3 separate regions of the Mus musculus genome follow, and all the other regions are linked to region 1. Evidence: chromatin contacts called from public promoter capture Hi-C data. All regions are on one chromosome and are shown on one strand. Each heading gives the region's core, a stretch centred on a gene start, on an enhancer-like site or on the middle of the called end of the contact. The rest is flanking DNA. Distances are from core to core; before and after follow the strand shown.

Region 1 (3,969 bases), core at 613-3,112:
ATGCCACAGCTCGGTAGAATAAAGGAAAGAAGACTCTCAGTTGTACAGTGCTGGAAGCACACACGCTTCTCTGCACCCGACTGTGTCGTAGAGCTTGATTTCCTAAGGATTCATAGGAAAATCACCTCATCATCTGCTAGTTGTATTTTTGTATAAAATATATATTACAAAAGAAAATAAAAGTAAAGGGAGGGCTGGCATGTGCTCAGTGGTAGCATGCGTTCCAAGCCTGCGCAGGTCCTGGGTCCACTGTCAGTACTGGAAAAAAAAGATAATCCATACATCACAGTGCAACCAAGAGACAGTTTGATTCTTTTCACATAAGATTTACAGGTGTGAACTAATTTTTTTGTAGTTCCTGTCTGTTCATTTACCATTTATATAACTTATAGTTTGTGGCAAATTACCACAGAACTAGTTCTCTCTTGCCAAGGTTACCAGTTGGTTAGAGACCCCTTGGGAGGTAGCTGGGGATGGCAGAGGGTAGGAGGGGCTGCCTTGAAGCAGAGAACAGACATGACCTGGGTTCAGGGAGGCTCAGCAGCGGCTTAGGACATGAGCTCTGTTTCTACTTAAGGTTAAATTTCTGTATGTTCATAAATGAGGAAATGGCATTTTAAGACTTTTTATTATTTGAAGTTTTAAAGACTACAAGCCTCATTCAAGAGGAAGCATTTGGTCTCTTTTCTTTGTAATAAACATGAATTAACTGATTTTGAGTAATGCTGTAGTTATCATCAAGCTTATCCCGAGCTATGCCATGGTTCAGAGTACTCTAGTGGCCTAAATGTGACCCCAGCAGCCACAGCATGCACTAATGTGGCCGGTCCCAGCATTCTGGTAAGCAGTGTACCTGCACAGGCACTGCCGACCTCTCTCATCTGCCATACACAGCTCATTATATTTTGCTGAAATGTACTTTAAGATCACTTTTCTGACCGGGCAGTGGTGGCACATGCTTTTAATCCCAGCACTTGGGAGGCAGAGGCAGGGAGATTTCTGAGTTCGAGGCCAGCCTAGTCTACAGAGTGGGTTCCAGGACAGCCAGGGCTACACAGAGAAACCGTGTCTCGAAAAAACAAAACAAATCACTTTTCTTTATTCTCAGAGCTCAGATCAAAAGTTTTTCTGAGACATTATTTGAAATAAACATGAAAACAAATTCTGAAGGGAAAAAAGGACGTTTATCCCATGTTTCCTTCCACTATAATGTAGGGAAATGTGGCATTTGCATTGTCTTCACATCCACAGACACATCCTCGGACACACACAGAGACATACACAGAATATATATCACATGGGAGAAAAAGCTAAGTCTTTTTAGGAAAATATACAGTGACTGAAGTGGCAGAGAATTGTTACCATAGAGACTACAGAAAGTTCACACTCAGAAACATGGACAAATTTGTTTCAAAGTAACAGAATATTAACTCTGTTGCCATAGCTCTAGACGCTTATTTTGGGTATCTAAAATGAAAACAGCAATATTATGTTGCCCTCTACTGTCTGCTTCTATAATTATTTTCTAAAAAAAAATTTTTTAAAGACTTCTTTATTTACTATGTATACAGCATTCTGCCTGGATATATGCGCACCACCACCGCCCGGCCATGGGCACTGTCTGTCTGTCTATCTATCATCCATCTAATCTAATCTAATCTAATCTAATCTAATCTAATCTAATCTAATCTAATCTAATCTAATCTAATCTAATCTAATCTAATCTAATCTAATCTAATCTAATTATGTATACACATGTCACAAAGATTTAAATTCTCTTAATTTCCCGCGAACGGCGTCAGGCGCTACCAGTTGTCTCGCGATACTACGGGTCTTCAAACAGGACAAACGTCCTTTTCCTTTAGCCAACGAAGTCCCGTGAGCGGTAGCTGTGGTTCCGCTTCCACCCGGGTGAGGCGGTCATGGCCTTGCGGCCAGGCCGAGAGGGCGGAGAGAGCTCGGCCGCCCTGGCCACGGCGCAGGCTCGCTTCTCCAGGGGCGAGTTTGCCGAGGCCCGGGAGCTGTACTCCGCCTTCATTGGCCAGTGCGCGCGTCACGGGAGGTAACTATCGCGAGAGCGGGCTGGGCGCGTGGGTGGTCCCCGAGCCACGCGCGGACCGCGGAGTCCTGGGCTGCCGCTTGGTTTCCCCAGAAAAGATCCCCTCCGAGCCCTGTCCTTCGGGGAGGGGACGCCTTGGTCTCCGCAGAGGCCCAGGCGGCAGGAAGCCGCTGTTCTGGGCAGGGAAGGTGGTCGTCCTCGGAACCACAGCGACGCCTTTGTGTTCCGGACGCGAAGGTTCCGGTTCAGCACCCGCTTAAGCTAAGCACAGTCGCTGCACCCAGCTGTCCCGTTAGTGTTTACCACGACGTCACAGCACACTCCTGAAGTTAAGGGTTGTTAATGTGACACCGCTAGAACATCACAAGAGTCCTTTCTGTAGAATATCAAGCCAGCGATGAAACGTTTATTGCCCAGTACAGTTCTTTGTTACTTTGATATTTGAGTTCGAGCAGCTTATCAAGATGTGCACTCTGACCCCTCTATTCCCACTACGCTTTGAGTCTTTAGAAAACGGGGTTGTATGTCGAGCCAAAATCTGATAATTATAAAAATTTTGACATTTAGGGGTCTTGGTTGCATTCTGTTTTCTGCCAGTTAAGGAATTAAAAGGCAGTAAAACTCTCAAGCCAGGCAGGTAGCAGCGGAGGAGGAGGAGGTGGTGGAGGAGGAGGAGGGTGCCACGACTAAGTACAGCTTATGAGAGAATCCGCTAATGAGGAAAGGTTTCCTAGGGGTGAGAAAACTTGAGTGGGCAAACAGATAAAACCCTCGGCAAAGCGGAAGAGGATTTCAGGAACCCGCAGATCCACTCCTTTGAGGGTTTAAGGAACTGAGGGTTGGTCAGTTTGAGCACAGAGCCCTAAGCATGTCCGATCCAGCTTTGAACTTGTGTAGTAGTAGCATAGCAGAGCCATCAGCGGGGGTGGGGTGGGGTGGGGGGCTCTATTGGTGAAAAAAAAGTAGAAAAGCCTTTTTAGGCTGCCGGGTTTTTGTTTCCGGTCAGCCGGGTCAGGAAGAAGCAGGTCAGGTTGGCAGTTCACTATATTTATTATCTAGTCTCAGCTCCTCTCTTGATACATCTGCTTATCAGGGAGTCTTACTCTTAGCCCCTCCGTATTGTTTGTCCCAATGTCTCTGTATTGGTTGTGAATTGGTCGTTAAACCGGGAGAATCGATCCAACTCTGCAGGTTCACAATTCCACTGTAATAGAGTGAAGTCTTTTACTCTTTGTGATATTCACAGCCTGGCTATCTTCTGTGCTAATGCCTGCACATGTAGCATTAGTTACTTCAAGATTTGCCTTTGTTGCGCTTATGTAATGTGTGGAGTGAACACAGAGAAACAGAGAAACTGGGAATTTCTCTCTCTCTCTCTCTCTCTCTCTCTCTCTCTCTCTCTCTCTCTCTCTTTGTGTAGCCCCAGCTGTCATGAAACTCCCTCTACATACCAGGCTGCCCTTGAATGCAGAGATCCACCTGCCTCTGCCTCCCAAGTGCTGAGATTACAAGCTGTAGTACTGGACCTGGAAGATCTTTATAGTAGACTGCAAGCTTGTCTTTGCATGAGATCTAATACAGAAGACTATTTGTTTGTAAGACTTAAATGGAATTAAGCCAGAGAGGCAAAATTGCTTTTTCATTTTAGTACTACATTATCATAAAAGTTAACAGAAATTTCTTTTTTTTTAATAAAGTGTTTTTGTCTTTGATAATCCTCACCTCCCACTACTCACCTTAATTCCTCTCGCCTCTACCCCCACTTCCCTTCCCCCCCCTTTTTTTTTTAAAGTTACCAAATCCCATGTTGTGCTGCCCCAGTTATTCATAGATATGTGGCCATACAGGAGGGTGTTTGACCTACCAGGGCCATACTTGGTTTGACATACCAAGTGCAGCACTGTGACAGC
Region 2 (3,969 bases), core at 553-3,052, 820 kb before region 1:
AAACCCTACCTACTCTGAAAAGGCCACACTTCCTGATGTTGTCATTCCCTATGAACCTATAGGAGCCATTTTCTTTCAAACTATATTCCACTTCCCAGGCCCCTTATTCAAAGCCATCTTCACCAGATTTCTGTCGTTAATGGTTTCCTTCACTGCCTAAGCTTGGCTGCCTTAGAACTCACTCTGTAGACCTGGCTGACTTTGAATGCAGAAATCTTCCAGCCTCTGCCTCCAGAGAGCATCCTATTCAGCTACTTATATAAGCTACAACAGTCATAGTCTGCCATGTAGCAAAGTGAACATTGTGTGCAAAAATATGACAACTTAGTAAGAACATGTATATTCCAAAAGTAGATGGCCCAGAGAAAACATGAAGAATACAGAAACTGCTGCAAGTAACCTGAGCCTAGCTCTCCTAACTAACTGTGGGAAAGTCAGTTTCTTCGCACCTCATTTTACACTGCAGTTAACAGAAATAATCTCTGGCCAACTATAAAGTCTGAATTGCTTCAGTTATTTCTGGCACAGGTTCAGTGAAATCAGAAACATAAATCACCTAGATGCTACATCGTAGATGCATATCCAAGAATTAAAAGAAATCCTGCACCAATGCATTCTGTCATGTAGTCTATGGATGAAAGAAGGATGGAACAGATACCCAGAAAGACGCCCTTGATATGTCAGTAGTCCTTTAACAGCATTACTGGCAGGAAATTTACACACATAAAACTGACACCACTTGGTACATATCCTATGGTCACCGTAACATAATCATTTACTTTTATGTATTTATATCTCCAAACTCTAGTGATCACTTGTTAATACTGACCACACTGAAATGCTAAGGGTTTAAAAATTAGTTCATGAAAAACTCTTAACACAATGAATATCTTTTTCTATATTCATTAAATGTTACCTATTGGATGTGGAAAGTAGAAGTGATAAAAAAGGGTTATGAAGATATTTATCGGTTTACATTCCACAGCTAGTTGGATGTTGGTTCAGTAGTTATGAGCACTAACTCCTTTTCCACAGGATTTAGGATTGATTCTCAGCACCCACATGGTGACCCATAGGCTTATGTGGTTCAGGTCCCAGGGAACCCAGTGCCCTCTTCCAGCGTCCATAGGCTCCAGGCTACTAATATACAAAAAGATTTTTAAGTTAAAATATAAGTGATGTTGGTACTATCACCGAGGTGCTGGATACAAGCGCAAAGCTTTTCCATGTGTGATAATTACTATGGGTTTTTTTTTTCTTTCTTTCTAAGTTCCATGCTTCTTCTGGCTATAATACTGCCATATTGGCGACAGTATTTTGGGGGACAGAAATACACTGATTGCCTACAATTGTACCAAGTGTTGAGGATACTATCTTGAAGTTTGTAGTAAGCTGGAAATAGCTCTGGAAGGTCGCATTATCCTGAATATGAAACTGAATACTATATGAAGTTGAATACTAGCACTAAGGTCAGCTGAGAGTCAACTTTCCTGTGATCATGAGTCAGGAATGAAAAGCAACTGGTGGTGGAAGAAAGGAAAAGTGGGCAGATGGGGGGGGGGGGGGGAATGAAAGAACCTCCAAAGAGAGGAAAAACTCGTTTACCAAAACGACAAAGAACAGAGAGCGGGTAAAATTCAGGTGGTATGCTAGAAACGCTCTATGTGCTGCTCCCAGCAATCTCGCTGACTATAAACCACCTACCCATCAAGCTGCCACCCAAACTCTCACACGGGAGATCCTTGCAAAGCGTTCTACGGGTCCCGACTTCCGGGACCGGCGCGGCGCGGCGCTGTGACGTCAGTACAGGCGGAACTTCCGGGTCTGGTGAGGCTTTGCCGAGACGTCGGCGGACGACCCCAATACCTTGTGAGTGGGCAGGTGAGGTGATGCTGCCAGTACTGTGTGGTTTGTCTGAGGAAGGGCACGTGGGCTGCGCATGGGGTGGTGCTAGGATAACTGAGCTGCCATCACCCCGCGTGCACAGCCGCTAGGCCGTGCGGTACGCGATGGCACTACACTCGCCCGACCTGTGGCCAGGTCGCCAGAGGCTCCCTGGGTAAGGATAAGCCAATGCGCTGGCAGCCAGCCTTCTAGAAATAAATCCAAGTCTGCGCTGGGGCTCCCCAGGCATCTGTGGTCGACACTGTCCCTCGTGGATTCTCCTGAGAAATCTGCTGACATTAAAATTACCTTTACCCTTGCATATGATGTGTTGTTTCACTGCTTTTAACTTTTTTTTTTATTTTAGTTTTACAAAATGCATGGCTTCTAATAGTATAGTATACATTTCCCCAGCTTGAGAAGCTCAGCTTCTTGAATCTGTAGATTTATGCCCTTCCCAATTTTGAGAAGTTTCCAGATACTCTTTCTTAAAACGTGTGTTTTAGCCCCACATTGCCTTCTCTGAAACTCTAGTTGCATGAATTTTAGGTCATTTGTCATTGTAGTACAAGTCCCGGGGCTACTGCTGAGTTTTTAGACTGTTTCCCACCAATTCAGGTTTGTAAATTTTGTGGATCTATCCACGTTCTCTCATCTCGTTCTTTGTTGATACTACTCTGCTGATAATCCACCCCATAAGTTTTGTTCTTTCAATTATTACTTTTAAATTCCTTGCTCTTGTTTCTTATATAATATTTATGGTAGCTTCTGACCTTTAGTGTGCTCTTACATTTTTCTGGGCTTTGCTGTCTTCTTAGAAGAATATTTTAATCAAGCTCTTTCTTACTTTGGGAAACTATTACATTCCAGGTGCCTTCAACATTTTTCTAAACTACTTTGATGAAGAAGTTGGAATGTTAGTAGGAGAGACTTTTAAGATCATCATGGGCAAAATATCAGGTCACTTTTTCTGAAACGTTGTATTGTATGCCTGTGTCATAAAGGGTCAATATGCTTATCAGTGTGTTGTGAGCTAATGCTATGTGACTAGTGAGGTGAGGTCCTAAGAGGTGAGGCAACTTTGTTCTCAACCTCAGGAGGCAGCCTACATGCACTGCAAGAACCTATTAAAATTGGCCATGTGAAAAGATTAAATATGAATTAAATATAAGATTATGTGTTCAACCTATTTTTGTTTTAGAGCATTCATTGTTAAGCTTATCAATAAAGGTACTTCCAGATGACCCCTGTCCCAGTGAACAAGTCAAAGCCAGCTGTTGAGTTTTTCTTAGCTAACTCTACTTTGGATTGTTCCAAAACTGCCTGTGCTGTACTCTATAAATTTCTAACCCACACAATCTGTGAGAATATAACATATCTTCAGGTATTAAGTTTTATGGTGGTATGTCATGTACCAAGAATAAATGAAATCCCTTGTATTTTCTAGGAACCTTTTATTTATTTTTTTTTAAAGATTTATTTATTTACTATATGTAAGTACACTGTAGCTATCTTCAGACACTCCAGAAGAGGGCATCAGATCTCATTACAGATGGTTGTGAGCCACCATGTGGTTGCTGAGATTTGAACTCAGGACCTTTGGAAGAGCAGTTGGTGCTCTTAACCGCTGAGCCATCTCTCCAGCCCCCGGAACCTTTTATTTTTTTAAACTGTAACAGCTATCAGCGCATGTTCCTTGGAAGATAATTCTAGAATTACTTACTGGTTTCCCAACTCCTTAACCTGATATTCAAGGATGTCATAGTCTGGAGTAGAAGAATCCCAGCACTAGTCTAAAATTGTGTGTGTGTGTGTGAGTGAGAGAGAGACAGACAGACAGACAGACAGACAGAGAGATTCTGCAAATCTGTCTCTTGTGATCAGCATTACACTTTATCGAGTTTTTTGTTTTGTATTATTTTTTAAGACAAATCTTCTATAAACCATACTGACTTTGAACTCCTGATCTTTCTCCTACCTCCCCAGTGCTAGAAAAATAGGCATGAACCACGACAGCTTGGTGTGTGGTTTGGGGGATTTGTTTGTTTGTTTGTTTGTTTGTTTGTTTGTGAGACAGTTTTATAT
Region 3 (3,969 bases), core at 973-3,472, 680 kb before region 1:
GCAGTGTTATTCTCAGCAGTTTCCTGTCCACAGGAAACAACCCAAATGCCCGAGGGTTGATGGACAAATATACCGTGGTATATCCATATATGGTATAACGCCATTCAGCATGGAGAGGAAGAACTTCTAGTGACTGTGGCAGGCTGGACCTCAAAACTTGTTAAGTCAAAGAAGCCAGACCCAAAATGCATTGCAAGATCCCATTTGTGTGGAAATCTGGAAAGGGTAAGAATGTGGTGTGGGCAGAAAGCAGTTGGAGGGGTTGGGGGGGCTAAGGCGTGGGGGAGAGAACCAACTGCCAGCAGCCAGGAGGAAACATTTACATTTCGGAGCAGGGGAAATGGTCTAAATGTGAGCATGCCTGTAAGCATTCACTCAGATTCTCCCAGCTCCTCGCTTTCAATGGGGCAGCGTTTACTGCGTCTAAACCCTGACAATGTGAAGCTTTGCAAAGAGGAGCCACGGTCCAAAGCCAACCCTGCCCCAGCGGATCCAGCAATGGTGCACGTTGGTATTTATCCAGAGGACTTGAAAGATTTGCGTCTGCACACTAGCCTAGTGTTTACAGCTTCAGTTTTACTCCTAATTGCTCAAACATGGAAGCAATCAAACTGCCCTTCCCTGAATGAATGGGTGAAGACTGGTACCCAGACAGTGGAATACATTAATACTGTGATGAGACGCACTAGGAGGCCTTGAAAGGTTAGGGGAGAGTGTGCACACTGTAAAGTGAAAGAGACCACTGCACTGAGTCATGCCAGTTCAGTAGCACATAGAGGGACACTGCAGGACCAATGAGAACATCACTGGCCGACAAAGGGTCAACAGAAAGGAAGGGTGAGAGGCTCTTAGATCACTGGTCATTCTTTACAGCAGAGCATCCACAGTAGGGAGGCTATGCATTTGGGGGAGGGGAGACCAGAAACTATGAACAATTGGGACTCTGTACTGTCTGTTGTCTTTCTGCAAACCTAAGAATGCTCTAAAATATAAAAATCTATCTAAAAACAAGGGCTGGAGAAATGACTCAGTTTGGCAAAGGGCTCAAGTTCAGATCCCCGGCACACATATAAAAAGCAGGTATGGCAGTGTGGACCTATAGTCTCAGTCATTGGAGAGGCACAGACGGCCCTGCCCTGGAGCTCACAGGCCAGGGAACCTAGCCAAGTTGGTGAGCCTTAGGTTTAGTGACATTGTCTTAAGAAATAAGGTGGAGAGTGATTGCAGAAGACACCAAGTGTCAACATTTGACCTCTAAAGATGAGCTCCCAGTGAGTGCGCGCACACACACCTGCATGTATACACACCTAAAAAGTGCGTGCATGCGCACACACACAATCTATCTGAGAACATAAATTTAGAAAGGAAAACACCAGGAGAAGGTCTTTTAACTCAGAAGACAGCTGCCAGTCCTAGAGGTTAGCCCTGCCTCCCTATATCCTGACCCTTCTCTGTGCTGTCCCTCATCTGGGATTTAGGTAAGACTCAGCAAACATCTTCCTGGTGGTGGTCAGGATTCTTGTCCCAGAGATAACCACATGGAAGGAAGGAACTGTAGACTTCTATGGAAGAACAGAAGTCTCTAAAATCCCCTGGAGAAATTCAGGGACAAAATCTCCAGCAGGCCTGGAAGCCCTGGACACCAGCTGGCTTTATCTCTGTGTGAGATTTCCAGCTCTCAGTTGAGTCCTCAAGTTGTCCTGTGTTATCCTAAATAGTCAAGGGTCGCTGGTGAGGAAGATATGTCCAGGGTTCTCCCTGAAGCCTTCAGTAAATCCCAGGAGCCTAGGCCACTGTGGCTGTTGAGAAGGTAGGCCATCCTGGGCCTGAGTCCCTCATCACTACCCCACCCACCCATCCCAGACCCCTGAGGTAAACTATGAAGTTACAGTTCTGCCCATGCTCTCTGGGAAGCCCTTTGGATTCAGTGTTGGGCCTTGGCTTGTTAACATCCAGGAAGTACTGCTGTATGACCTGTAGGAAGCAAAGAATGATAACTGCATCATCTCAGACTGCTCACTGCTGTGTGTGTGTGTGTGTGTGTGTGTGTGTGTGTGTGTGTCTGCCTGGTGTGTGTGTCTGCCTGGTGTGTGTGTGTGTGTGTGTGTGTGTCTGTCTGTCTGTCTGTCTGTCTGGTGAGGTGGGGACCTCTCCCTTCCAAACAGTACTCACTCAGCTGCTGACAGTGACCCAAAAGGAGTGGGTGCTTCACTGTGCTTTGTTTGGTTTCGTCTCATGGTTACAAGGGACAAGCTAAGCAAGTCATTTCCTGTCCCCGACCTTCAGCCTGAGACCTTGTTGTTGCTAATAAATAAGAGGCAGGCTCCTGCTGTTGCTCTTGCCTGAGGTCATCCTGATCCCACCCCCTGCCACTGGCACTGGAGCTGGTCCTGAGGACACTCCTTGGATCTAAGGCTCAAGGGTCCTGAGTTTAAGGAGCCAGTTTGAGAGCCTCATTTTAAGAATAGGGAGCCCCAGGCTCACGTGGGGATCAGGCTAGCAGAGTGAGCTTGGCAGGAAAAAACCCTACCAAGCTGTCTGGGGCTCCCCCATATCCCCCTGCCTCAGCTCATCAATGTTTACCCGTTTCTTCAGTGGATGTTAGTGTCATGTCTCTAATGCTTTTCTAGTTAGCTCTTAACCTTTATATTTTTCTAGAAAATCTCTTCCTTAGATTTCAAAAGTTTACATTCTTCTCCTATAACTTTAAAATTGATTTTGTGCTATCAATAGTTTTCAGTCTACGAGGTTTTTAAAATCTTTTAGCACTATATCTATGAAAAATGACTGTCACCACTCTTTCTATTTTAAATGTATGTGAAGGGGTGTGTGTGTGTGTGTGTGTGTGTGTGTGTATTTGTTATATGATTATGGTATATGGACTTGTGTGTGTGTGCGTGTGTGTACATGCTTTTAGAGGTCAGAGGTCAACACTGTATGTCAGTTCTCAATCATTTTCTACCTTTATTTTTTGAGTCAGGGTCTCCCACAGAGCCTAAACTCATCAGTTCAACAAAGCTGGCCAGCCAATGAGCTCCGACTTAAGTACTTGCATGGCAAAAAGTTCCCAAGCCCTTCTACCTGTCATTTATCTTGTCTTTAATCCCAGCGCTCAGGAAACAGAGGCAGGTGGATTATTTGTGAGTTCAAGGCCAGCCTGGTCTACAGGGAGACTTCCAGGACAGATAAGGCTACACAGAGAAACCCTGTCTCAAAAAACAAAACAAAAATAAGTAATAGATATAACAATAAAAAGCCTGGTCTATCTAGTGAGTTTCAGAACAGCCAGAGTTATATAGTGAGACCCTGTCTCAGATAGATAGATAGATAGATAGATAGATAGATAGATAGATATTTTTTAAACTGATAGTTTGTGTTTTAAATGTATATATTAGTATACTTCCTACTTTTATTTAGATGTATTTATTTGCATGTGTGCCTTTACCTATGAAGCACCTCATCAGCATCCAATATTTTCTCTCCATCAAAACACAGTCTGGGCCCCTCCTATTTGTTTTATCATTTATCATTCTCATTTTTGTTGATTTTTCAACAAGTATAAATTTAAAGTTTGTGTTTCTTATTTTAAATATAATAAATTATTTTAAATATTTTAATGTTTATGTATTTATATTTGTTTCCCAGGTCCTCTCCTTAGTTTTGCTATCCCTTTGTAATTCATTTTAAATTTCATTGAATTATACCTTGTTTGGAGGGAATATATAGTTTCAAATTTATTGATTATATTTCCTAGGGTTTCTGTATTCTTATTTATTTTAGACTACTTGGCCCATCATTTATGAGAGAGGATATTAATACATCTCACTGTAGTGATTTTTGTCAAGTGCTTCTGGGTGCCATTTTGTGCCAGTTCTAACTAGGGATCTGCAAGGTAGACTCTGGCCTCATGCAAAGCAGGGCCGGGGACTTCCCTGGGCTCCTTCTGGCTTTGTATTCTAACCAGCACAC

What was found. Promoter capture Hi-C pulls out the DNA fragments that hold promoters and counts their contacts.
Region 2: a contact with region 1 is called in a promoter capture Hi-C map of pre-B cells, with 4 times the contacts expected there. The contact joins the promoter of Ldah here to the promoter of Ttc32 in region 1. A contact is called at or near these places in 7 of 39 promoter capture datasets (the C10 cell line, the HPC-7 cell line, HPC-7-derived erythroid cells and 4 more), 9 of 484 Hi-C or Micro-C datasets (CD4 T cells, CD8 T cells, the HPC-7 cell line and 5 more), 5 of 115 datasets of contacts at active chromatin or transcription factors (bone marrow-derived macrophages, cardiomyocytes, double positive thymocytes and 1 more) and 2 of 9 other capture datasets (adipose tissue and liver).
Region 3: a contact with region 1 is called in a promoter capture Hi-C map of the HPC-7 cell line, with 5 times the contacts expected there. The contact joins the enhancer-like site here to the promoter of Ttc32 in region 1. A contact is called at or near these places in 4 of 39 promoter capture datasets (the 3T3-L1 cell line, the C10 cell line, the HPC-7 cell line and 1 more), 2 of 484 Hi-C or Micro-C datasets (the C10 cell line and CD4 T cells) and 2 of 115 datasets of contacts at active chromatin or transcription factors (T-cell acute lymphoblastic leukemia and pancreatic cancer cells).

The regions. Positions count from the first base shown.
Region 1 is chr12:9,028,135-9,032,103 of GRCm38.p6, forward strand. Ttc32 (tetratricopeptide repeat domain 32) reads left to right here and starts at 1,863. Exons shown (of 3, transcript NM_029321.2): 1 at 1,863-2,062. The coding sequence starts at 1,923. It overlaps Wdr35 (WD repeat domain 35), which reads left to right. Exons shown (of 27, transcript NM_001159527.1): 27 at 1-713. The coding sequence ends at 22.
Region 2 is chr12:8,206,324-8,210,292 of GRCm38.p6, forward strand. It overlaps Ldah (lipid droplet associated hydrolase), which reads left to right and starts at 1,803. Exons shown (of 7, transcript NM_001364261.1): 1 at 1,803-1,881. It overlaps Gm33037 (a long non-coding RNA gene), which reads right to left and starts at 1,810. Exons shown (of 4, transcript XR_381233.4): 1 at 1,705-1,810.
Region 3 is chr12:8,349,204-8,353,172 of GRCm38.p6, forward strand. No RefSeq gene overlaps it. Among named protein-coding and RNA genes, the nearest start is that of Gm33134, 13 kb to the right of the region's middle. Within about 2 kb of position 2,223, at least 150 of the 459 cell types and tissues checked have an H3K27ac peak or open chromatin away from gene starts, as enhancers often do. A contact at or near this core is called in the HPC-7 cell line and pancreatic cancer cells, where this site is marked.